3 separate regions of the Mus musculus genome follow, and regions 2 and 3 are each linked to region 1. Evidence: chromatin contacts called from public Hi-C and HiChIP or PLAC-seq data. All regions are on one chromosome and are shown on one strand. The core of a region is the stretch at or near the end of the contact, and the rest is flanking DNA. Distances in the headings are between cores, read along the strand shown.

Region 1 (4,677 bases), core at 611-3,110:
TCCTCCTGACTCTCCAGCAGCCTCAAAGGGTGGGGCTTCCTGGGACCGAGGCTTCCTTGGCTTCTTACCTAACCGGTTTGGAGGTTTTCAAAGGAAGGGCTGAGTCAGCATGGTTTATCTAAGCAGTAAATGACCATTTGGATTCTTCCTGGGGACAGCAGCCTGGACAGACATTAGCCACTCTCAACATTAGGAGCAGTCCTTGTTTAGTGTGAGAATCTCATTGAAAGACACCCAGAGAAAAGCCCAAGAACTGCATAGGTCCTATTCTGGGTTGCATAGATTGTGTCCTCCTTTAGGGGAAGGGAGGGGGCACATGTGCACACATGTGTCTCTTCCACAGGGACTTTCTCTCGGCCACTTCTTCTCTCTCACACTGCAGGTACCTTACAGTCACCCTGATGAGTGCCCATGTCTTTTCTGGGCACTTCACAGCGTTGACAGACTTTGTTGTTAGATCCAAGAATCCTGAGAAGTAAATATGAAATGGCTACACGAGGCTCACAGCCAGCTTCTCAATGCACAGAGGCCCAGGAAAGCCAGAGCACAAGCCTGGAGGCCTTTCACTGGGAGCCGCCACACCAACTTTCTTTCCTAGCCAGGCCCAGTAAGAAACTGAGGCTAGACTTGGAGAGGGGCATTGTTCGCTGCTGCCCACACGCACACTGGACAAAGGACAGATGATGCACACTGAGGATTTTGGATGCAAATAGATAAAGAAAGGCCTTGCCCTGAGGCAGAGGCAGAGGCAGAGGCAGATAAACTGACAAACAACTGTCAAGTTAAAGCTAGGCCTTTCTGCCAACAATGGAGGAGACCACATTAACTTTCTCAGCTTTGTGATGCCTGGGCCTTAGCTCCCAACCAGCTGAAGACCTTTACTCCCACACACCAGAGTGCAAGTACCCAGCTACCATTCTGGTTTCGGTTAAGGAGCCTTTTCTCCAGATAGACACTTTCTTTTGATCCTCTGGGTCAGTCAGCCTTGTGGCTTCATTTTGGTTTGTATCACCTGCCTCTCTTGATGGCACCTGCTAGGTGTTCTCACTGTAAGCAGAGCCAGAGTGGTTCCCAGCCTCACATAAACCTCTGCGTTTATCACACTGATTCTTTTTTCAGTTCTCCCACGTTCAACGACGTGGTGTGCCCTCTGATTATGGAGGGAAAAAGTCCAGCTGGGCATTTGATGCTGTGAACAAGCAACTTGGAGCTGGCCTTTCTCTTTCCTGCCTCCAAACCTCTGCCACCCACATAAGAGCCCCAACTAAGCATCAAGATGTTGTCTATTCCCTTTCTTTCCCCATGAATGACCCTATGGCCACCTCCTCCTGGCTTGCCCATCCCTTCAGCTCGGCCTCTCCAAGAGCACCGGTGCTTCCCAGGCAGGCCCCCAGCCTCCTGCTGGAAGTCTCTCAGTCTCTGACCGCAGCGCCAGAGCGCCGCCGGGAGAAACTGATCCAACCCTTCGGTTCAAAGATGAGGAACTGAGGCTCAGAGATAGAAGTGACCGCGAATCAAAGTGGCCTTCAAATGCCCGCTTTCTCCCGGCCTCTCACCCCTTCGTCCACACCAGCGCGACTGAACTCTCGGTAATGTGGAGGGCTGGTGGGGTTGGAGAGTAGCGGACGGGTGGGGGACAGGGCGCCGGGTGTCAGCACCCACCGGCCCAGCAGGTCCCTCCCGGTCTGACCCAGACTCACTTTGCCGAAAGCGTGTTGATGGAGCCGGTGACCAGCATAAGCCCGGCCAGGAACAACTGGTACTTAGTCCAGGCCATAGTGGTGGACACGAGAGACCACTTGAATCAGCAGCTCCAACCCGGGTCACCCGGGATGTGGAGTCTCCTACTCAAGAACTTCCGGGCCGGGAGTCACATGACCCCACTGGCCCACGCCCCACGCCCGCTAGCCCCGCCCCGGAGCTGCCACCGGTCTTTGGTAGGAGAGCTGGAGAAGCAGAGTGCAGGGTCCCGGGCCAAGGCTACCAGATTTTCTTTTCTTTTCCATTGCTCGGCTTCCTTTTCTTTTTGTAGTGCTAGTGTCTCATGCATGCTGAGCGAGCCCTGTACTTCTGCAGCGTACGCTCCCAGCCTCTTGGCCTCCCGGTTTGTAAAATGGGCGCTCGGGGTCATGTAGAGATGCTTAGGCAATCTTAGAGCATTTTATAAACAATTTTGAGAGGTTGAGACTGGCAGTTGGTAATAGTTACAGCGTGGGAATCTCTTTTCTCCAGGATCTCCAGAGAACTGGAGTCCTGAGAGAAATGTCCCTAGGGATCCCAGCCCGTTGAATTGCTCACATCTTTCAGTAAAGGGAGCATTTGAGTTGAGTTGTAGCTTCCAGTAGGGTGTTTAACAGCTAAAACACAAACTGGGTGTGCATTCCTAGCACTTGAAAAATGAAGGCCAGTTTCCACTATATAAGGAGTCTGAGGCCAGACTGAGTAACTAAGTAAACAAATAATTAAAATAAAATGAAAAATGAAACCACAGAAGCCAAGGATTAAGGTTATGCTTATGAGTAGCAGTGGTGTGTGTGTGTGTGTGTGTGTGTGTGTGTGTATGAGTGTATTATATATATGTGTGTGTTGGGGGTGTGGACTTGAAGATAAAACACCATGGCTTTTGTATAGTTCCTGCATTAAGCTTCCCCACGTACCCCTGAGGACCCCTATAAATATTGTTTAGAAGCATCCCTACAGAAAGACCAGACCTCGGTTTGTGTGTAGAGGACTTCTAGCATTTAATTAATTAGTTTTTGAGACAGGATCTTGTTATATAAGCCAGACTGTCTTCCAGCTCACTGTGTACTCCAAGATGGACTCCAGTTCATGACTGGCTGTCAGTTTGTTAAAAAATAAATTTATTTATTTGTGTGTTATTGGAGGGCACTTTCAAGGCATATGTGGTACATGTGGAGGTCAGGGAACAACCTAGGGGAGTGGGTTCTCAGCTGCCAGCTGCCTACCTTCCTGTTCCATGTGATTGGCAGCTCATGCCCTACCACAGGTAAAAACAAAAACCCCCAAACACGCTTGATGGCCATTTGACCCACCATACATAGTCCCTCTGTTTCTGAAGATCCTATTACTGCAGGTATGAAAAAAAGGGTGTTTTGACCACTTCTTCCTGGTTGCCTTGAACTTGTAAACATGTATAGTATACACTCAAGGGACTGTAACATCTGTTTTGGGAGATGAGGTAGAGAATGTATTATAAGTAGGGTCTTGAACAAAAATATAGGAGGCTATCGTACAGACAGGGAAACATCTTTCATGTAAGAAGGGTTATGTGTTGGATAGCTCTTGGACCTACAGAACATTCCAGAATTTTTCTTCACGAGAGTGTGCTCTTTTCAGTGAAACCAGGGATAAAAGATCCAAGAGGTGACTTCTGAGCTATGTGTCCCCCACAGTGCTTTTAGTTTTGTGTCATTTCAAAGGAAGTAGTAATTTATCCAAAACTGTTTCCTGAGACATTGGAGACTAGATGAAACACAACTGTGTCCTAAAGGGACACCATCTGCCAGGCCTCCCCACCCCTATTCCCCATGGGAGACAGTTCTTATCGACTACAGTAGGACTCTGGGCTATTTTCCCATAGGTTCAGGCCAAGGATACTTGCCTGACATAAACATTACTAATGACATTGGTGTCACTAGCCCGACATGATGTCACTAGCAGAGCAGTCTTTGTCTCTAGAGTCACATTAGAAAGTGAATTCTAATTTATTATATCATGCTGTAAGCACTCATCAAACAGCTGTCTCTGAAGTCTGGTACACAGGAGGATTTATTGGCAAAAAAGCACGTAGAGCCTACCACGTGTAAGGTCCAGAGTCAAGTACCCCTCCCAGAGTAACCAGACAAGAAGTTCAGGATGAGACACTGTTGCATATGCCAGAAAGATATTGCTGAAGGGATCCTGGTATAGCTGTCTCGTATGAGGCTATGCCAGAGCCGGGCAAATACAGAAGTGGATGCTCACAGTCATCTATAAGATGGAACACAGGTCCCCCAATGGAGAAGCTAGAGAAGGCAACCAAGGAGCTGAAGGGGTCTGCAACCCTATAGGTGGAACAACAATATGAACTAACCAGTACCTCCAGAACTCATATTTCTAGCTGCAGTAGCAGAAGATGGCCTAGTCAGCCATCACTGGGAAGAGAGGCCCCTTGGTATTGCAAACTTTATATGCCCCAGAACAGGGGAATGCCAGGGCCAAGAAGTGGGAGTGGGTGGGTAGGGGAGCAGGGTGGGGGGAGGGTATAGGGAACTTTCGGAATAACACTTGAAATGTAAATAAAGAAAATATCTAATTAATTAATTAATTAATTAATTAAAAAAGAGAAGTTCAGGATGTGGTGGAAGAGAGAGGTGGACACTGACCATCTGCCATATGAGGGCCTGTAAGAGGCAAAGGATGCTGGAGGGAAGGATAGATTTCTCAGGGAGGCAGGAGCCAGGTGATGACAGTGACAACCAGAGCTGTGTTAGATCTAGTGTTCAAGCCTGTGTCCAGAGCTTGACCTCTGCCTCAGTTGTCATAGCAGCCTGTAAGTGAACTAGCCCATTTCACCAAAAATACCAAACACTAAACACAATGAGTTTTGTAATAGAGAAAGTTTATTGGCAAAGAAGCTAAATGTAGAAGTGGGAAATTACTTTCTCCTCTTCCTCT
Region 2 (4,677 bases), core at 1,415-3,914, 310 kb before region 1:
CATGGTTACTTGTTCCAGAGCAGGCATGAGAGACTGGGAGGAGGCAACCCCCCTCCTACTGTCTCAGATCCCTGAGATTTCTGGGGCTTGATTGGTAGTGCAACCTATGTACCCCACAGTGACTCAAGCCTTTAATCCCAGCTCGTGGGAGGCAGAGGCAGGTGGATCTCTGTGAGTTCAAATGCCAGCCTGCTCTCCAGAGGGAGTTCCAGGACAACAAGGGATACACAGAGAAACCTTGCCTCAAATAACCAAAACTGAACTAACAAAAACACAAAAAGCAGGCCAGGCATGGTGGCATATGCCTTTCTATCTAGGAGTTTGAGGACACCCTAGTCCCTTTAATCCCTGCACTCAGGAAGCAGAGGCAGGGGGATCTCTATGAAGACCAGACTGATAAGGAGTGAGCTCCAGTACAGCCAGGACTACACAGAGAAACCCTGTCTGGAAAAAAACAAGTAAAAAGAAAAGCAAACAAACAGACAAACAAACAAACAAAAAAATAAACTGTCCTTCCCTCTGCCCTTGTGGGCTGACCACTTGACTTCTCACAACAGTTTCAGAATCAAGTCATTTCTGGCCCATAAACAAAAGTAAAAGGCAACTATTCGCCAAAGGTGCTGATGAAAACTGGTAACAAAACCAGGCATCTCTCTCTACAAGAGATGCCCCAGGCAGACAGCCAGGCTGGATCTGTAAGGACGCACACATCATGGTTCACAGCTTATATTGAATCTCAGCCAAGGAGCAGTCCTACCAGGTAGAGCTGGAAGTTTTCACCTCTGGAGATTTGGGCACATTTATCTAGGAACCCAAGTGGGTGTTTATCAGCACTATAAGTGTAAGTTGCTTGGCTCAGTGATAAATTCGTACACTTCAGTAAGGAAAAGAGGTGGGAAGTTGTCATCAACCCTGAAAGATGATCTCTGAGCGCACGTGCACCACAGAGCATGAACGCCGCTCCCCACCCCCACCCCCCCACCCCCCCGACAAAAACAAAAGGGAAGGAAAGGCATCAGGATCAAACTTTCTTAGCCAACCCCAGTTAGAGTGTTTGTCCATCCCCTCAACAACCATTTGCAGTAGAATGTTCACAAGAAATAGCACATGATGTTCTTGCCTAGACTTGGAGGAATTTGGGTGGGAAGAGTATGTGGTAGATAATATCTACAACAGGAAATGACCATCAAACCAAAACAACTGCATTAGAGCCTGGCTGCCAGGTGCTTAGCGACCTTCCTTTCACTTGCTCAACAGTGTTTTACAAACAGGAACTGACATAAAATAAGAGAAGCGGCCAGTGTGAACTGGAGTTTGCCTAGTCATTTTTCATTCACACAGTGAGAAGTTCTGCTTCTTAGGACATCTCTGAAACCAAATATGGAGTGTTTTCAGACACATCTCCAATTCTAAGACACCAACTAGGTATCTGTCCAACAATGGAACGAAATTTCTAACACCACCCACCCACAGGTGTTCACACTGGATAGATCCCATAAATCAAAGGGACTGATCCTAAAGGATCGTTTCCAGTGTCTCCAGCTTTGAGTCCTGACCATCTATCTGTACTTCTAAATAACAGGCTGGGAAGCAGAAGTCCCTGTGACTTCCTCTGTCAGTCTGGTAAGTTGTCAGAACAGCACACAGAGCTCACTTCCATCTTCCTTAGGATTTCTCTTCTAGCATAAAGAATAGAACTCAGAATTAGCAGAAGGGAAGAGATGTGTAGGGCAAGGTACATGGAGGATAAAGGGTGAAGAATGCAGTACTTCCTTGCCCTCTCTGGGCACACCATCCATCCATCCAGCACCTACATGAGACCACCAACCCAGGAGCTCATTGATCCCTATTGTCTAGGGTTGTTTTAAAAACAAATATTTCATCATATGGGCACATACTGGCCACTGGTGACTGAATTCAGTGTCAAGTTCCTCTCTCCTCCCTGAAGGCTAGTAAATGGGCCTAAAATTGGCTTCTTCTAATCACGTGGTTTGTTCAGCTGCATATGGGTCCAAAAGACACCATGGTAGTATAAATTCATGTATGGTTGACTGGGGCTCATTATGAATCGCAAAAGACATCAAATACTAAAATATAAACCATATTCAAATAATGGTCCTTACATCTCTATAATGTGAACATGTTCCAAAAACACTTAAATAGTAGGGTAACCAAATAGCCCGGTTTATCTGGGATTTTGTGGGTTTTTGTGCCTAGTCTCAAGTCTTGCCAGTCCCATGAGTTCGATGTTCCAGAAGTGGATGTCAAGCCATAAGAAAGAGTCCAATCAACCGCGGAGGATGCTCTCAAAGTGGGGACTGATTTCTTCATATTAGGATATTAGGAAGCAGTGAATCTGTTTTGGAGTGTCTGTCCTCCACACAACCCGGGAGAACCCATTTCCTCCCTGGAGTAACACACAAAGGCCCGGCTTGTACGAGTCTGCTGTGTATCTCTCCTGAAGTGGGGACTGTCCCAGTCCGAGAACTTTTTAATTCGATTTACTGATCTTCAGTAATCTCTTCTAGCCCCACCTCCCACGCCCCACACAAAGATGGCAGCTTCATCGTCATTCGGGGCTAGGACCCGGATCCGACGCCAGGGTTCCGTGACAGCGCGTCCCGCTAGTGCTGACGCGGATTGGCGTCTTGCGCTTGCGCAGAGAGAGCCCAGGAGCTCGGCGCGTGCGCACTGAACGCCTGCAAGACCCAGTCGGCCGCGCGGGCGCAGATCGGCTGCTTGCGGTGGTTTGAGTGGTGGCAAGTCCAGTGCTGAGAGGGGTCGGCAGTCTTCCGGAAAACTCTAGCGCCAAGTTCCTGAGCTTTCGGAGGCGAGGCGCGGCATGTCGTGGGTTCCGCGGGGTTGGCGGTGAACGTGCGGGCGGGATGGGTCGGCGCCGGGGTGTGGAGCTGTACCGGGCCCCGTTCCCGTTGTACGCGCTTCGGATAGACCCCAAGACTGGGCTGCTCATCGCTGCGGGCGGAGGAGGAGCTGCCAAGACCGGCATAAAGAATGGCGTGGTGAGAACGCAGGGCCACTGAGAACAGGTTATACCGTGGCCCAGGGAGATTCCAGGGTGGCCGGGGGATGCAGAGGTGAGCAGTACCCCTGATTTAGTCCCTACCCATTTCTAGCGGGAGCACCCAGGATTGCCGTTCGGGTGCTGGTTTCACCTGAGCAGAGTGGTTGAGACAGCCAAAATTAGACTGAAAGCTGTGCAGGTCTGCGAATCCAGGACTGTCCACGCCGGATTACGAGAGCTGGTCCAGGGCTCATACGCTGGCCTTTTCCAGGAAGGCACATTGTCTTGTCCATCTTCAAGCAGCTGGAGACGGAATTCTTTTCTTTCTGTAAACTGGACCTAGTAATCTAAACCCTGCTTGCTGTATGAATTAAGAAGCTCCAGTAAGAGAATACAGCTCTAAGCAACAGCAACAACAACCAAAGAAACAAAAAAACAAAAAAAAACAAAAAATAAGAGCTGGAGGTGCGGGAAGCAAAAGTACAACTGAGAGAGACTAGGATTTAATGTGACTTCCGGGCTGGCCTGACCTTTGCCCACTTTGGTTCCCTCACAGCATTTTCTGCAGCTAGAGCTGATCAACGGGTGCCTGAGCGCTTCCTTGCTGCACTCTCATGACACGGAGACACGGGCCACCATGAATTTGGCGCTTGCTGGTGACATTCTTGCTGCCGGACAGGATGCCCAGTGTCAGCTTCTTCGTTTCCAGGTCCATCAACAGAAGGGCAGTAAAGCGGAGAAGTCAGGTGAAGAGCTTTGGAAAAAGTCGCTCTAATTCTTGGTCTCCAAAAACGAGAGATTAGGTGTGGGGCAGTGGTCACATTGAAGTCTGTACTTGGGTCACTAGAGGACTGGTGTTAGTTAATACAGATGCTCAGGTCCATCTGAGGGAGGTGGTGCACAGCTGTAGTCTCAGAGCTTAGGAGTGGAGGCAAGAGGATATTTAAGGCTAGCCTGGGGTGCCTAGCAAATCCCTGTCTTAAAAAACAACAACAAAGGAATCTGGTTCCTGGCAAATTGTTTGTGTTGCAGGTTCCAAGGAGCAGGGACCTCGACAGAGAAAGGGGGCTCCTCCAGCAGAGAAGAAATCGGGAGCACAAGTTCACCCCGAAGGGGTTGAACTCAAAGTAAAGAATTTGGAGGCAGTACAGACAGACTTCAGCAATGAACCGCTGCAGAAAGTTGTGTGCTTCAACCATGATAACACCCTGCTTGCCACTGGAGGAACTGATGGTCATGTTCGTGTCTGGAAGGTGTGGTTTTAGGGGCTTGGGGGGGTGGGTGAGTGTTAGTTGCAATAACACCAAAATTGTGAGAATCTGAATATGCATTCTGTGAAACTTGAGTGGCCATTGGGGTAAGAGGGATGGGGATTTCAGCGTTCTCGCTGTCTGGTCTGTAACTGTCTTGGCTGTAGGTACCTAGCCTGGAGAAAGTTCTGGAGTTCAAAGCCCATGAAGGGGAGATTGGAGATTTGACTTTGGGTCCTGATGGCAAGGTAAGGAGGTGGAGATGTGGGATGCTGGTGCAGAAAGGCAGAGCCTATTGTGTGCCTTGCACAGTACATAGATGTCCTAACTGTCCATCTTTGGGATCTTTACTCCTCCCCAGCTGGTTACAGTGGGCTGGGACTTTAAGGCCTCTGTGTGGCAGAA
Region 3 (4,677 bases), core at 1,469-3,968, 310 kb after region 1:
TCCGTCTGCCCTCCTCCCACTTCGCCGTGATTTCATCAAATTTATCCTGGCTGGTCTTAACTTCATTCTCCAGCTTCTCCAGTCTGCAGGTAGAAACAGGCTGGGTGCTCTGGGCCCTGCCTTCCAGAGGTGGCTTCTCTCAAGAACTCTGGGGAAACTATTTTTAGCTTAACTTTGGATTGCCTGTATTTGTTTATTTATTTATTTAGTGTGTCTGTGTATGTGTACACACACATACATGTGCAGGCACATGTGTGTAGAGGACAACTTGAAGTCAATTCTCTGCTTCTATCATGTGGGTTCACCCCAAGTGAAACACCTGCCAAGGAAGACCAACAGCAAGTCCGTCCCTTGACAACTTGACAGACACAATAAAGCGCAGACTGCCATCCTTCCACATCCCTCCCCCCACTCCAGTCCTTAATGCCCTGCTCACATCTACACTGAAATCTGCGATGGTTAACTTCAGTCATCAGCTTGATAGGGTTTGGGACCACAACAGAACAAGCCTTTGGGCAGGCTGGGAGGGAGGGAGGGAGAGAGGGCGTGTCAAGATTAAGGAAAACCTAAATGAAGCCTGAGGCTGAATGAAAAGGAGAAACCAAAGTAAGCACCAGAGTTCTCCCCTCCCCTCCCCTCCCCCTCCCCCTCCCCCTCCCCCTTTTTGGCATCAGATGCGGTGTGAGCAGCTGCCTCCAGCTCCTGCTGACATGGCTTCTGTGCCACCATGGACTGTAATCCCAAACTGTGAGCCAAAATAAGCCCTTGCTCTCTAAGCTGGGTGTTTGGTCAAAGCATCAAGATAGGAGACTCAACCAGAGCGACTTCTTCATAAACTCCAACCTCGACTTTAAAAAAAACACGTTGGCGTTAAAACACATCCACAGGCCCACATCTAGCCAGCTGGGCTGGGTGGGCTGGCGACACACCATAGCTATTACAAACAGCTTATATTCAAATCCTGACCCTCCTGTGGGCGGACTCAAGACAAGGCATTTGACCCCTACAAGCTTCACTGTCCTCTTTGATACAATGGAGAGTGTGAAGCATCTACCTTGGCGACCTTTTTACACCTGTTGCTAGGGTTAATAAAATGATGAACTGTTGCAGCGGGGAACAGGGGGGGAGTGTGTCTCAGTACCTGGCAGCCACATCACAAGTGGTACCTACATTCTTTTTGTTGAGAGTCTCCAGCTGGCCTGGACCTCCATAGGCCCTGAGTGGCTTCAAAACTGAGGCTCCTCTCCTACCTCGACTTTCCAAGTGCTGAGATGAATACAGGCATAAGCTACCACACCCAGCTCTTAAATTCTTATGTAGGTTTTTTTATCAAGCGTAGCCTCTGGTGTCTGATCGTTCCGCCCCAGCTAAACTAATGGGATGTCTGAGAAGGAAGTCAGGAATGCCTTTTAGAAATTCCAGAGAGGCCCTGTGTGGGGTGCACTGATGATGTGACAGAGAGGAAGTCATCAGAGCGGAGACGGGAGCAATGCTGCTGACTATACTGTCACTAAACAAGACCACAACTTCCCTTTGTTTTGTTTTGTTCTTTCAAGACAGGGTTTCACTATGTAGCCCTGGCTGTCCTGGAACTCACTCTGTAGACCAGGCTGGCCTCAAACTCACAGAGATCCTCCTGTCTCTGTCACCCAAGTGTTGGTATTAAAGGCTGGGATTAAACTTCTTTAGTGCAGGGACCACAACATGAATATGATCCTGTACCTCACTGTCCAGCTGAGAGCACACAGGACCTATTACAGTGTTTCTTTTATAAGCTATGCCTCTATGTGCCTAATTCTGAGCTATCTGTGGGTTTGGTCACTTAATTGATTTAAATGTTGAGCTTCTTAGTTGATTTTGGGGGGGTGATGGGGGGCTTCTGCCTTCACCTCCAAATCTTCACTCTCATGTGGCCTTTAAACAACGCCTCTAAATCTCAGCACAGTAAATGCACCTTACAGCATGACTTCCGGTGACTAAATGTATGCCAGATAGCAGAAAACAAGCCACACTGTTTCCCAGTGTGTTTACCAAGACCAGAGAAGCCCAGATAAGAGGAAGAAAAGCTAGTGTTTCCCTCACAAAGCATCACTTTGTCACTAAATGCAGTTTTATCTTTGCCTTATCTGAGGCTGGCGTGGCCTCTGCAGGTTAAACACTGGGTGGCGCTCCAAGCCCAGGTTTCCATCAATCCTGCAGCAGCTTTAGCGCCACAGGAAAGTTTGCTGACCGAGGCAAGCATTGACTTCAGGTGCATGCACACACCCCCACCTCCACCCCTACGCTCTGCCAGCAACTCCTACTCAACAGGCTTCACCTGCAAGAATCATTCCCAGGGCTGTAGGCACCATCTGAGCCGCACCTGCCACTCCCAGACATGTTCTGAGATTGCACGCCTCTGCCTAAGATGCCTACGCGACAGCCTAAACCTTACTTGGCCTTCCCAGTGCAACCCAAAATTCCTGCTGTGTTTTCTCCAACCGAAAGCCTCCTCCTGTGACTTCCTACATTCCTTGATCTCCTTGATCTCCTTTTTAGAACAGACCGCTGTTAAGTGTCCCGTGTTGTCAGAGGCAAGGGACCGACCGGCCCTCCATTCACACCCACACAGCTTGGGACACTTGAGGAAGGGAGGGACGAGGGAAGAAGCGGGGAAAGGAGGACGGTGGGTTCACACGGAGCAGGAAGGGGATTCCATGAGACCGGGTTGGACAAATTTTCGCTCCAAGGACTGGGAGAGTGGAAGGGCAGTCACGTGGCGACTGTGGCGCACAAAGGCAGCACATCCCTTACCTCTGCCGCTTTGTCTCCTCCTCTTCAACCCTCCTGTGGATCTCTCTGACGTCTGCAGCCACCTGAATATTTGTCACCAACTCGGTCCCGCAGAGCAGGAGTTTAGTCAGTTTCTGGAAAACAGAGAGGCGGCAAGCTGTGAATCTAGACTATTCTGGGCTATTGAGATGGCTCACTGTGTAAGCTTGCTGCCAAGCCGCGAGTTCAACCCCGGGACCCGCACTGTAGGAATCAACTCCCACGCCACAAGTCCTTGGACTGCCACAGGCAGCACAGCACATACATCCCGGGGCACATAAGTAGAGACGTTAAATGTAAACAGAGAGAGAGAGAGAGAGAGAGAGAGAGAGAGAGAGAGAGAGAGAGAGAGAGAGAGGAGCACAGTGGCTTATGTCTTTAAAACCAGAGCTCAGGAGGCAGAGGCAGGTGGATCACTGGTTCTAAGGCCAGCCTGGTCTACATGATGTTTTGTTTTGTTTTTTCAGACAGGATTTTTTCTGTGTAGCCTTGGCTGTCCTGAACTCCCTTTGTAGACCAGGCTGTTCTGGAATTCACAGAGATCTGCTTGCCTCTGCCACCCAAGTAGTAGGATTAAAACAGGCGTGTGCCACCCACCCAGCCTTACACAGTCAGCTCCAAGCCAGCTTGCTTTGGGCTCTCTGCCACCCTACTGACTCCTCATTTACATGTGGTTGGAGATCTGAAATCTAGTCCTTGTGCTTTTGACACAAGCACTTTACCCCAGTCATCCCCACCCACCCAACCTGCCCCAATTTCTCACTTGTTTGTTTCTGAGGCCTGCTCATATCATATCCTAGGCCAGTCTTCCAGCAGAGCACTCCTGTCCCCGTCTTGTGGGTACCTGTACTTACGTGCCATCTTTCCTGACAGGAACCTACAGTTTGAAAGCTCACTCCTAGGGAACCCCAAAACGAGACAGCCCCATCTAGAGTCAGCAACACAGAAGGTATACTTCCTGCCTATGAAAACCAGGCTACGAGACTCTGCGACCGCCGGCTCAGCTCGTACCAGGCGGCTCTCTTCTTTCTGTTTGTAGCTCTTGCTCTGCTCCTCCTCACTCTCCTTCTTCCCGTCCAAATACTCTCCCAGGGCTTCCCTGTGGCAGGAAGACATCAAGGCAGGACAGTGCAGTCATGAGTGTTTGTGCTTTGTGTTTAAACACACGCCGTTAATCCCAGCACTCGGGAGGCACAGGTAGGTGGATCTCTATGAGTTCTGCGGCCAGCCTGGTTTACAAAGCCAGTACCCAGGGATATATAGAGAAATCCAATCTCAAAACAAACAACGACGACAACAACAACAAAAATCCCACACTACAAGCAAATAAAAGAGAACAGAAAACCTTAGGATACAAAGCCCATCTTTGAATAAATCTAGTCAGGTGAAAAGGACAGGATGCTATCAAGTCCCCATGATGGTTGGAGCCATTAGTTTGACAGAATCTAGAATCACCTGGGACAGGTATCTGGACTGTACATGTGGGTTATCTTGAGGATCTGGCTGGGATGGGACGTCCCATCCCCGCTGTAGAAAACACCATTCCCTGACTTCTGCCCTTGACTCCCCGGCTGTGGACTATGAGCTGAAGTAAATTCTCTCTCTCAAGTTGCCTTTGTTGCAGGAGCAGGATAAGCAACCGAGATGATGCCTTGTAGCTGGCATCTCCTCTGTGTGGCATTTGGACACCAGCTGATGCCATCTGCCACACTTTTCTCTGACTCCTGCCCTCAGGCTTCATATTGGGTTCCAGAAGGGAACAGGTATGCTTGGTAAATGGGCTTTGACAGACACTAAAACCAACCCAGGGCGGCATGCACTTCCTTATCGTTGGCAGGCCTTGCCTCACTGGCTGGTTCTACAATA

Evidence for each region. Hi-C and Micro-C count contacts between places; a contact is called where the count stands out from the background. HiChIP or PLAC-seq counts read pairs in DNA pulled down with a chosen protein or histone mark.
Region 2: a Hi-C map of CD8 T cells shows a contact between it and region 1, with 2.8 times the contacts expected there. The contact joins the promoter of Preb here to the promoter of Slc35f6 in region 1. A contact is called at or near these places in 3 of 39 promoter capture datasets (erythroid cells, pre-B cells and stem cell-derived epiblast-like cells), 1 of 484 Hi-C or Micro-C datasets (CD8 T cells), 2 of 115 datasets of contacts at active chromatin or transcription factors (the SCID.adh cell line and embryonic stem cells) and 1 of 9 other capture datasets (liver).
Region 3: a contact with region 1 is called in an H3K4me3 HiChIP or PLAC-seq map of forebrain, with 4 times the contacts expected there. The contact joins the enhancer-like site here to the promoter of Slc35f6 in region 1. A contact is called at or near these places in 4 of 39 promoter capture datasets (the C10 cell line, cranial neural crest, hippocampal neurons and 1 more), 3 of 115 datasets of contacts at active chromatin or transcription factors (bone marrow-derived macrophages, embryonic forebrain and forebrain) and 1 of 9 other capture datasets (liver).

Annotation. Positions count from the first base shown.
Region 1 is chr5:30,645,122-30,649,798 of GRCm38.p6, reverse strand. It overlaps Slc35f6 (solute carrier family 35, member F6), which reads right to left and starts at 1,860. Exons shown (of 6, transcript NM_175675.3): 1 at 1,701-1,860. The coding sequence starts at 1,777. It overlaps Mir5625 (microRNA 5625), which reads right to left and starts at 1,863; the gene lies at 1,784-1,863.
Region 2 is chr5:30,958,314-30,962,990 of GRCm38.p6, reverse strand. It overlaps Preb (prolactin regulatory element binding), which reads left to right and starts at 2,664. Exons shown (of 9, transcript NM_016703.3): 1 at 2,664-3,020; 2 at 3,579-3,768; 3 at 4,055-4,275; 4 at 4,440-4,520; 5 at 4,634-4,677. The coding sequence starts at 2,886.
Region 3 is chr5:30,340,897-30,345,573 of GRCm38.p6, reverse strand. It overlaps Drc1 (dynein regulatory complex subunit 1), which reads right to left. Exons shown (of 17, transcript NM_001033460.4): 2 at 3,823-3,910; 3 at 2,794-2,906; 4 at 1-83. Among named protein-coding and RNA genes, the nearest start is that of Drc1, 62 kb to the right of the region's middle. Within about 2 kb of position 2,718, at least 31 of the 459 cell types and tissues checked have an H3K27ac peak or open chromatin away from gene starts, as enhancers often do. A contact at or near this core is called in forebrain, where this site is marked.